Linked DNA regions of Ovis aries: region 2 is linked to region 1. Evidence: chromatin contacts called from public Hi-C data. All regions are on one chromosome and are shown on one strand. The core of a region is the stretch at or near the end of the contact, and the rest is flanking DNA. Distances in the headings are between cores, read along the strand shown. Region 1 holds the start of GPR84 (G protein-coupled receptor 84). Region 2 holds the start of HOXC10 (homeobox C10).

What was found. A called contact is a pair of places that touch in the nucleus more often than the background predicts.
Region 2: a contact with region 1 is called in a Hi-C map of liver, with 3 times the contacts expected there. The contact joins the promoter of HOXC10 here to the promoter of GPR84 in region 1. A contact is called at or near these places in 3 of 16 Hi-C or Micro-C datasets (liver, muscle and skin fibroblasts).

What each region holds. Positions count from the first base shown.
Region 1 is chr3:132,193,426-132,198,668 of ARS-UI_Ramb_v3.0, reverse strand. It overlaps GPR84 (G protein-coupled receptor 84), which reads right to left and starts at 3,812. Exons shown (of 2, transcript XM_027967225.3): 1 at 3,729-3,812; 2 at 1,878-3,295. The coding sequence starts at 3,287. The coding sequence ends at 2,097.
Region 2 is chr3:132,528,258-132,533,989 of ARS-UI_Ramb_v3.0, reverse strand. It overlaps HOXC10 (homeobox C10), which reads left to right and starts at 4,128. Exons shown (of 2, transcript XM_004006284.5): 1 at 4,128-4,990. The coding sequence starts at 4,240. It overlaps LOC105611006 (a long non-coding RNA gene), which reads right to left and starts at 3,919. Exons shown (of 2, transcript XR_001039104.4): 1 at 3,699-3,919; 2 at 2,152-2,820.

The DNA.
Region 1 (5,243 bases), core at 2,563-5,062:
GAAAGGAGAACACTCAAAAATACATGTTTCTTATTAGGAAGCAGGACTCTTGGGCCCTGGAGGTGTGTTGAACGTGAGGGTATCAATTTGTCCACCCTGACTATGGTCCTTTCTGCTCTCATCTTCTTCTCTCTGGACTTTGTTCTCTCAAACCACGGACTTAGGGGCCGGGAAGGGACACATGCAGCCAGAGCAGTGTCACCATCAGTATGACTCTCACATTCTACCCACAGTGCCCACTCTTTTTCCCCCACCCCAGCTAGGTAGACAGTAAATATCTCATGAATAATAAGTGTCTACTTCTTCATTTTTCTCCCTAAGATTTGGGCAAAAAGGAGGGGTGGGGATTCCTGATCTCTGCCCTTGCTGGCCAGGAGGGTGGTAGTATATCTGGACTCCCTGTCTTGCTGATACCTTCTGTCCTCACAGGGAAGCGAGAAAGGAAACACAGAGAACCAGCGTCACCTGGTGGCCACAGGTGCTTTGAATTCACGCATGTGCATGCACGTGCACACGGCTGACCGGATATTGGTCACACTGGAGGAAGGGAGTGGTGTGACCTCCCCTTAGCCTGGCCCCTGGGCCTTCTTAACTAGAGTCTTTTTGTAACTTTTGTAACCCAGGATGACAAGAGCAAGTCTGAGGGAAGAGGAGGGGCCAGGACCCAGGTGAATTAACTCCAAGCAGCGTGACCCTGCTAGGGCAGCTAGAATGCCTGCCTGCCACTGCCTTGGTTAAGCTCAGTTCCATTTCCACAGAGAGAGGAGTTCTCCCCCATGTCTATTCTCTTTGGACTGGGCAAGGGTCAGGGGACTGGACTCAACTGGAGTGGCTATCAAAGCTGGATTTCAGAACTTTTTTGTGTTGAAAAAAAAAAAACCTGTTTGTTGTGATGGGTCATCCTGGCAGCGGTAGCTAGAGGTGGGGGCCATTTCTGGGAAGTTAAACAAATCAGTTCAGTTGCTCAGTCATGTCTGACTCTTTGTGACCCCATGGACTGCAGCATGCCAGGCCTCCCCGTCCATCACCAACTCCCGGAGTCCACCCAAACCCATGTCCATTGAGTCGGTGATACCATCCAACCAGCTCATCCTCTGTCATCCCCTTCTCCTCCTGCCTTCAATCTTTCCCAACATCAGGGTCTTTTCAAATGAGTCAGCTCTTCGCATCAGGTGGCTAAAATATTGGAGTTTCAGTTAAACAAAAAGGCAGGCTAATAGAGACTTCCCTGGTGGTCCAATGGCTAAGAATTCACCTTGTAATAATGCAGAGGACACAAGGTCGATCCCTTTTCAGGGACCTAAGATCCTACATGCTGCAGAGCTCGCCACGGCTAGAGAGTCCGAGCACCGCAAAGAGAGATCCTTCATGCTGCAACTAAGATCGGTGGCAACGAAATTTAAAAAATATTTTAAAAAGAAGAATTGGTTGTCTGGCATCCGCTAAGGGTGTCCGTGCATGCTGTCTCTTCAGGCGTGTCCAACTTTTTGCAACCCTATGGACTGTAGCCTGCCAGACTCCTCTGTCCATGGGATTCTCCAGGCAAGAATACTGGAGTGGGTTGCCGTGCCCTCCTCTAGGGGATCTTCCCAACTCAGGGATTGAGCTGGTGTCTCTTATGTCTCCTGCATTTACAAGTGGGTTCTTTACTGCTAGCGCCACCTGGTAAGCTAATGGTAATTGATTTTTTTTTAAAAAAAGAGGCAAGCTAATCTTCTTAAACCAACTCACATGATTTACACCTGGAAACCCCTCAGCTGGTCTTCTGCTTCCTGCCTCTGCTCTGACTTATGTCCCCCCAAACCCTCAACTATTAGGTTCCAGCTGCAAACCAACCCTGGCCTATTTTCTTCTTCCCCACAGATCACACCTGAACATGAAGAGGATAGAATTCATTTATTAATAATTAATAATGCATCTTGAGCAACCTAGGGCTGAAATGTTGAGTGAAGGTTGGAGAGGCTGGGTTTGGGGAGTTTGGGGGGTGGTTGTCCATGAAAATTCCCACAGGTCTCACTTTCACCTATTCCTATAACAGCTGGCCACCTTAGTTCTGGAAGAGACAATCCCAGATTCTGGTGACTGGGGACACAGTTTTAATGGAACCTACGGAAACTCTGGGGCCCTCGTTTCAGGAGGGAGCCATAGGCTTGGCGGAACTGGCGGTTCATGGCTGCGTACAGCACAGGGTTGATGCAGCCATTAAGCCAGGTGAGGTTGGCAGCCAGCATGTGGACAACTCGGGGAGCCTGGACTTTGGCATCCAGGATGTTGAGTAGCAAGAAAGGGATGTAGCTCAGGGTGAAGCAGAGGAACACAGCAAAACACATCCGGGTCACCTTCCCAAACTCTGATGGAGAGTCCTGAGCTCTCTGGGCTCCTTTAGTCATCCTGGCCTTGGCAGCCACTCCTGGAGGGTTTTTCTCTGCCATCTGCTTAGCTGCCTTACTGTTGCTCTGGTCCCTGACTTCTGATGAGTCTCCTTCCAGGGTCTGGGTGGTGGCAGCACTGACTGGCTCAGATGAAATCCCCTCGCTGGGCCCTCCTGATGCCAGCCCACTGTCCAGCTCCTGGAAGCGACCAGGCGCGGCCTCCTGTGCCCCAGCCACATGGCTGGAGCGGGTGCTTGCCTGGCGCAGCTTGTACTGATCCAGTGCTTGTGCTGCTCGCTTCACCTGCCGGTGGATGAGGCAATAGAAGACGCCGACACTGCTGAGCCCAACCACAAAATAGATGCCCAGGAGGACGGTGGTGTAGGGCTGGCCTCGGATGCGATCAAAGCTGCAGGTGCAGACTACGGGCACCAAGATATAGATTGGCCAGAGGGGAGCGAAGCTGGCCAGAGCCACCACCCAGGTGCTCGCCAGTGCCAGCACTATGCCCTTGGCACTGAAAACTTGGGGAAAGAGCTTAGGGTGGGCAATGAGGAGATAGCGTCCCAGGGCGATGAGGCAGAGGGTGAGGATGGAGACAGAGTTGGATGCAAAAAGGAGGAACCCAAAGATGCGGCAGAAGGTGGCACCAGTGCGCCAGTGCAGGTTGAGGTAGGTGTCCACTGAGAAGGGCTGGAGAAGGGTGCAATAGAGCAGATCAGCCACTGTGAGGTTGGCGATGAGCAGGTTGAAGCGGGTACGGAGCTTGGGCTGGATGGCCAAGGCCAGCAGGGTGAGCACGTTGCCCACGGTGCCCGTCACAGCCACCACAATTCCCCAGCTAACTGCCACGTAACGATAGCCCAGCACAGACTCATGGTAGCAGGAGAAGCTGATGTCAGAAGCGTTCCACATGATGGAAGCTGAAAGGGGTGGGGAGAAGAGGAAGTCACAACCTGACCTTGAATTCAGATCTCTCGAATAACTCTCGGCTTCTAGGCACCAGAATTGTTCCAGGAGCTCCTGAGCCATTCCCAAGCTTTTTCATCCCAAGATCCCCAACCTCCTCTTTCCCATTCTCAAAGATTTTCCCAAATGTTTATCTATTTTATCTATGAAGTTTCTGTCTACTCCCATCTCCAGGCCTTTTCAATATCCCTCCAGATACTCTCCCCTGTCCTTTAAGACCACCCAGCAGTCCCCTCTCCTCTGTATTCAGAATAGTCCTATCTGTCTGTAGTCCCTTCTGCCACACACACATAACAGGCCTCAGTTTTATTTTATTGTTTGTTTGTTTTTCCCACCTGGGAGATGAGACAGAGAATATAAAAGTATATCCACCACAAGAGTACTCACCTGAGTCTCCCAGCCTTCAAATCTCTCTTCAGCAGAAGTTCAACTCACTCAAAGCACAGTCCTTTCTGGTGGGCAGTCAGGCTTCAAACAAGAGGTGCTCTGCTCCTATTATACCGGCCTGAAAGAACAAGAAACTCCCCAGTTACCCAACCTCAGCCACTTCCTCCCTTGCCTCCGGTCCTACTCATTTGGCTTTAACTAGTGAAATATGGGCTTCTCTGTTGAAATTTCCTTACTACTTACTGCACTGGACACCACAAATGATGTAGCCAGTCCTGGTTAGGACAGTGGTTGTGGGAATTGAGAACAATGATCAGGATCCATAGGTTATTGAGAGGCAGATAGGATTCATTTAATGACTCATAGGAAAAAGGGTTAGGAGGGAAGACTAGAAGGACGCCCACTTTTCCAGGTGGGAGTGGTTCTCTTAATCAATGAGATAGGGAATGTGGGAAGTATCGCAGGTTTAGGAAGGGGGTAAATAATGAATTCAGTTTTATACCAGATTTGAGGTACCTGCGGGATATGCTAATATCCTTGCTCCTCTAACCTAAATTTCTTCCAGCCCCCCCAACCTTTCTCCACTTGTGATCCAGCCCTACTTTTCTCCGCCCATTTTCCTATCTGGCCACTTCTGCCCGTCAGATTTCTAGATCTCTAGGCTCTTTTTTGAGCTAGATCAACCTGAAAACAAAACAAATACACGCACAAAAAACCCCTCAAACTCCTCGTTGGGTTCTATTTCTGAACCTGTAGCAAACTCTCACCCCCAACTTGGTAACTAACTCGAGAGGCCCGATTTCCCTCATCTTCCTCTTTCAGAGTCCTCATCCCACTTTCCTTCCCCCTTTCTTCCGCAAGACTGGAAAGTGCCTAGAGGTGGAAGTGAGCAAAGTAGATGCGACTCAGGATGAGCCCACGTAGAGGCTGGATTCTGGTCTGTCCTTTTCTGTTGACCTTTTTGCTGCCCTGCCGGGCTAGAGGGAGGGAGGGGGTCACAGAATCACTGGCTGCTCTTGGGAGTGTGTGGTTGACCCGAATTCTGAAGATGGAGAGACCCCCTCCCCCGCAGACCCCTCCCCCCAGCATCATGTGAGAGGCAGCTAGTGAAGTGCGCCTTCCTGTCCAACAGACCACATAGGGAACCAGATGAGAAGGCATTCTAGTATTGTAAACAGCACGGTCCCAGCTCTTTAGTCGTTGATCCATGAAATCAAACGAACTTTTAAGAGACCCAAACTTGCTCATTTTGCAGATGGGGAAGTTGAGGACTAACCGCAAGGTCACTATTTATTTGGAGCCGAGTAGAGCTTAGAGCTCAGATTCCCAGGTCCCTCCTCCCATCTCCCCGTGCTTTGAGTGTCGCTGGCGTGGGTTTCCCACTAGAGGCACAAAAGTCTGGATCCTTTCTTTGTCTGAGACCGGGTCTGACACCTGTCTCCCTAGGACCTCGAGACGCCGACACTGCACTGGAGCGTCTTAGCCCCGCGGTTTTCTTTTCCATGTCGTTGTCGC
Region 2 (5,732 bases), core at 2,879-5,378, 340 kb before region 1:
GTGACTGTGTGGCCCTGTGCATACAATTAAGCGCCTAGTCAGACACGTGTCTAGGCGGTAACCTCCATAGCATCTGCGTGCAAACGTGTACAATGTCCAGATGTGAGAGCAACTCTGATGGTTGGGCTGCCGGTGTGGCGAGGAGATAGGGGTGGATCAGAGGCCCCTCCATGCATCCTCGGCCTCCCACTTGCCTCTTGTACCTGTTTGAAAATCCGTTTGGGGGTGGGGGGATGCTGAGGAGCTTCTAAGCACTCTGTCTTTTGCCTGAGATTTCTCTGCTCCCAGTTCAGCCCGGGCAGAGCCCGGTCGGTGTTAAGGAAGAAAGCAAATCTCTCCTTCAAGTTTTGAGAAGAGATTGATTTATTTGGGCCTCCAAAACAAGCGGGGAAAAAACTCTGCACTTTTCACCACTGGTGTGATTTTGTTTTCCATTTCGCTTGAAGAGATTTCAACACACACACTGTATAATTATTTTATTATTTGATCCTAAATGGAGAGACATTTTATTTTTGTTTCACTTCGCCTTTGGAATTTCCTAGAAGACTTCCTTAACCTGGTGAGGAGACTCCGCTAATTTTCCCTGGAGGAATCAGGGTGCCTCTGGGGCGTTTTGAAGGCTAGAGCGGGCAAAGCAGCCGAGGTTCCTTTCTGTTCGTTGAGCACTACCTTTTCCTGCTTCTGTTTCCACGTGGGGACCCCTAGCGCCCCAGCCCTCAGCCTGTCCTCTGGAACCCGCCGACCACCCTGGAATGTGAGGAGCACCCTCCACCTCTCCCTTGGTCACAGTCCCACTGGCAGCAGGAGGCCCAGCTCCCATCCCTGGTGCCCTTTCCAGGGTCCGGGTACTGGGAAGAAGGGCGCAAGGGGCCAAGGCACTCGGGGTGAGGGTGGGGGGGGGTTGTCAAAACATAGGTGCAGCCTGAGCCCCCTCACTGTGGCCTGAAGGCCCTGAATTTTCGCATCCCTAAGCTGAGGCAAGAAGAGGGCAATCCGGAGTCAGGCATAGATGCGGCACTTTCCCAGAAAGTTGGGTAAATGACTTAACAGTGATTTTAGCAACACAGACTTTTCCTGGACCCCAATCCAGTTCCCTAGGGGTGCAGGCCTGAGGCTCTAGGCCCCGTGGGGCTGGGCTGATGGGCGCCTGGCAGCGGTGGCAGGCGGGGTGGCTGTGGCAGCCTGAATGCCTTTGAACGCCAGGCCCCGGACTATAGGACTGAAATGGCTTCTGCTCGACAGAGCCCAAGGGGGCAGGGCTAGGACCCACACCCGGACCCACACAGCCGCCCCCTCTCCCCGCTCTCACCCGTGCATCTTCCTTCTTTTTGCCTCCATTGGGGGCAGAAACCCAAGTCTGCAATAACCCAACAAGTTATTCAAGTCTGTGGCTTCGGGTCCTTGTTTAACAGCTCTGGGTTTGCGTTTATCCTGCGTAATTAAAGGCAAACATTTGTCCCACCGGGGGTCCCACTTAGGCTGATGAATTTGATTTCTTTTTTCATTAATGGGCCGTGTTTATCATACTTCTAATTATTTCAACTTTAAACACTATTCGTTCTTGTGAGGAGGTGGGAGTGGAGGTAGGAAGTTCCTTCTACCCCGGGGGGATTATTTCCATGAATAATACCGAGGATTCTGAAAGCGACTCTGTCCCCACCCGGGGTTGAGGTAAGGAGTGGGTTTGGGACCAGGGTCAGGTTGGTCTGGGAGACAGGTCACGAGGCCCAGTGAGTCTGCTTCCCTCCAGCTGGTTCCCCAGGTTAAGCCGTGGGGCTGGATGTTTTTGAGAGGTTATCTGGAGTTTGTCCCCCTCACTCTGCCGCCTCCCTCGCCCCCTCTCGGGCTAGGCTCACACCCTTCCCCTTCAAGGCTCTTGGAAACCTTCCACAACCCCAGCGGATACCAGCCCGGCCTGGGCAGAGAGGCTCAGGGAATGATGTCCCGGCCCCCAGCTTCCAACACTGAGAGAAAGACCAGGAAAAGCCTGAGGTGGTCAAGCGGCCCCTGGGTGTGGGGACAGGGCCCAGCAGACCCCCAAAATGGGGAGCAAGGGCAAGGGACTGGGACATCAAACTCCAGGGACAGGCACACCAGGCAGGAAAATAAAGGAGACGTGAAAGAGGGGGGAGGGAACCCCCCAAAGCCATATAATTCTCAATTGCTTTGGTCTTTAATTTCATCGCCCCATAAATGAGGAAATATCAGTTCCCATACTAAATTTTTATCCTCGGCTGATAAATATGACGGGGAATTTTCGTTGGGTCCTCGTAAAAGCGAACAGTTTCGATCAAACTGGTGGGGAAAGACTTATGCAGATAATACAAACAGAGTGGCTATAAAGTCTCCGCGTTTCCCGCGGGGTGGGTGGTGGGACAAATGGCTCCCTGGATTGACTGCCGCCCCGGCCGGCCAAGTCTCATCTGGGGCCTAAACAGGCTAACCTTGCCCGGGCCAACTCCCTGTACCGAGTCCACTGCGACCCCTGCAAATGAAAACACGAAAGCATTTTAAATCTCCCTTGGCATTACAAACATTTTCTTCCAGTTTTTCCTGGGGTTCAGGAACCCCTGAGCCTTCTCTCTCGCCCTCTGGATGCAAGAAATCGCGGATTTCTTTCCGAAGTCGTCTTCTAGCAGCCGCCGCCGGCTTGGGCCTCCCTAGAAGCGATCCAGTCTCCTCAGTCCACGCCAGGGCGCCCGGGGCTCAGGTCCCTTTCCCGGCCCGGCTCCAGTCCTTTGGAAAATCGAAACCCGAGGCTCGGCACCGGGGGAAATGTGAGGCCACCGGAAAGACAAAATATTCTCCAGATTCCGTTTCCTGAGGAAGGGGTAGAGAGTTTAGTTCGCTTTGGGAGAAAGGCTATGAAGAAACGGAAAGAACTATTTGAAACATACCTTGTCTCTTATGTCTCGCTTCCCCTTATTACAAAAAATAAAAATAAAAAAATAAAATAACAATTACAAAAATAGTCTCGTTCTGCTCCATTCAAAAATGCCCCCAGCTCCTTGGCTCCGTAAAGGATACTTCTCTAGGTCGGGTTTCGTCGCCTCTGTTTTCCCGTTTCCCGGTTGATACGTGACTCCCCCCCAAGCCGCTCGAGGCGGCCCCGAGGGTTCCCTCTTTATCTCTGGGAATATTCCCTGTTTTCATGGGGGGCAAGGTCAACTGGAAAGCGAGGGCCGGTAGGGCTCGGAGCAAAACAGCCGAACCAGCTCCAAGGCCAAAGCCTTGCAGCCCCTGAGTTGATAACCCCGGAGCCGCCCACCCAGCCAGGCCCAGGCCGCACTCCCCGGTTGGGGTGCCGGCGCTTTGGGTTGCCGGCTTCTTCCTCCCGCGACCCCTAAACCCCTTCGGAACCTCCCTCGCCCACGCAGCCCTAAAGCCGTCTTGACCCCTCCCTGGCCTGGCCCAGACACTGGGAACTCCCCGTCAATCCCCGCAGGGAACTGGCGACTCAACCAACTTCCATGACAGGCGGTCCCGAGCTGAACTCCTAAGCCCCAAGGAAGGAGCTCGACGAAGGAGGACGCAGGAGAGGAGAAACTTTAGTTCTGTTCGGGAGTCCTTAACTTTTTCTCTCCCTTTTTCTGCCCACAGGAGCCCTCCCCCAAACCTCACCCCACTCCCATCCCAAGGGAAGAAGTGGGGGCGGGGGCCAAGGCGAGGAAAAGAGGTGAGGAGAGGGGAAGAAGTACCTGAATCGTGTCTTGACCTTTTAATTTGAATTTGACTGTTTTGAGCCCTGAGTTGCCTCGCTCTCACTCTCTCTCGCATTTCCCCCCACCTTCTCCCGCCCCCCTCTCCCCAGGAGTTACAGGCTGGTTCCCGGGTAAGCTAACCCCATTCTCCCTAGAACCCCCGCACCCCCCTCTACCTCCCTCCTGCCCCCGTCGCCCCGGGGGCCCTTCCTTTGTTCGCGGGGAAGGGCTCCGGCGCCCCTACCCCGAGGCGGCTGCTAGGTGGCGCTGTTACTCCATGCTGCGCACTCCGCTTGCCGACAACTTGACCCCGCTGACGTCACGGCCGTCTGAATCATCAAGGCCATTTTCAAATCCCATTGGTCTAGCCGTCACATGGTGAGGCTCGAATGCGCGGATAATTATGGAGCTGATATTTCCCCCCCTCCCCTTCTTTTCCCTCCCGCCCCTTCAACCGCCCCCCCTCCCGGATGGGGAAAAAAAAAGATGTCAGCTCCTCCGCTGTAGTATTGCTCCTTAAAAACCCCTCTCTCTGAAAATGACATGCCCTCGCAATGTAACTCCGAACTCATACGCGGAGCCCTTGGCTGCGCCGGGCGGAGGAGAGCGCTATAGCCGGAGCGCAGGCATGTATATGCAATCTGGGAGTGACTTCAACTGCGGGGTGATGAGGGGCTGCGGGCTCGCGCCCTCGCTCTCCAAGAGGGACGAGGGCAACAGCCCCAACCTCGCCCTCAACACCTACCCGTCCTACCTCTCGCAGCTGGACTCCTGGGGCGACCCCAAAGCCGCCTACCGCCTGGAACAACCTGTTGGCAGGCCGCTGTCCTCCTGCTCTTACCCACCTAGTGTCAAGGAGGAGAATGTCTGCTGCATGTACAGCGCAGAGAAGCGGGCGAAAAGTGGCCCCGAGGCAGCTCTCTACTCCCACCCTCTGCAGGAGTCCTGCCTCGGGGAGCACGAGGTGCCCGTGCCCAGCTACTATCGCGCCAGCCCGAGCTACTCCGCGCTGGACAAGCCGCCCCACTGTGCCGGGGCCAACGACTTCGAAGCCCCTTTCGAGCAGCGGGCTAGTCTCAACCCGCGCGCCGAACATCTGGAGTCTCCCCAGCTCGGGGGTAAAGTGAGTTTCCCTGAGACCCCCAAGTCCGACAGCCAGACCCCCAGTCCCAATGAGATCAAGACCGAGCAGAACCTGGCAGGCCCCAAAGGCAGCCCCTTGGAGAGCGAAAAGGATCGGGCCAAAACCGCCGACTCCAGCCCAGACACCTCCGATAACGAGGCAAAAGGTAAGGCCGCCTGGGCCGTGGTCCGGCTGGGACGCTCGGGCACTGGGTCTTCGTGGCCCCGGGCGAGGGCAGGGAGAGGGTTGGGCCGAGGAGGCCCTGGACGGTCTTGGGAATGCGACCCCAGCTTGCGACTCGTGTCTGCTGAGCGCTAGGCTGGTGGCGCGTCACTTGGCTGGGGAAGGTAAGCGGCGAAGTGGAGGTGCAAGGCCGGCAGCGGCGGTGGGCGCCGAAACCGGGGTGGTGCACACCGCGGGCAGCCTGCGGGCGCCTTGTGCTGCCCAAGGCGGGTGACCGCGCCTGGGTGTGTGCTGCCTTTGGTTTGCTTGCTCTACGTTGTTGTGTTGGGGGGCTGATATCCCCCCTCAGGTCAGAAGCTTGCAAAAAAGCTTAAAATGGCGATCTTGGGCCAGAGACTAAGGGAAGCTTGGGAGAAGGGGGATTTCGCTTTACTGCGTTTTCCCAGTTGAAAATGTTTCCTGCGAAGCGCGATTTGTTGTTTGTGGATCTGATTCCTGCGTGTGGTTTGGGCTCCTGCGGTTTTTGGCTCGGCCGGGGGCCTCGGGCAGCAGGGCTGGGGCCGGAAGAGGTGGAGGTGAAGGGCTGCCCGCTGCGTCCCTCCCTCCCCCAGACGCCTAGGCCGCCTATAGCGTTGGAACAGGGCATTTGGAATGTTAAGTTTTTTGTCTTCCCTTTGAAATTTTTTTTCTTTTCCTTTTTTTCTAGTTGCATTTTTTAAAATGTA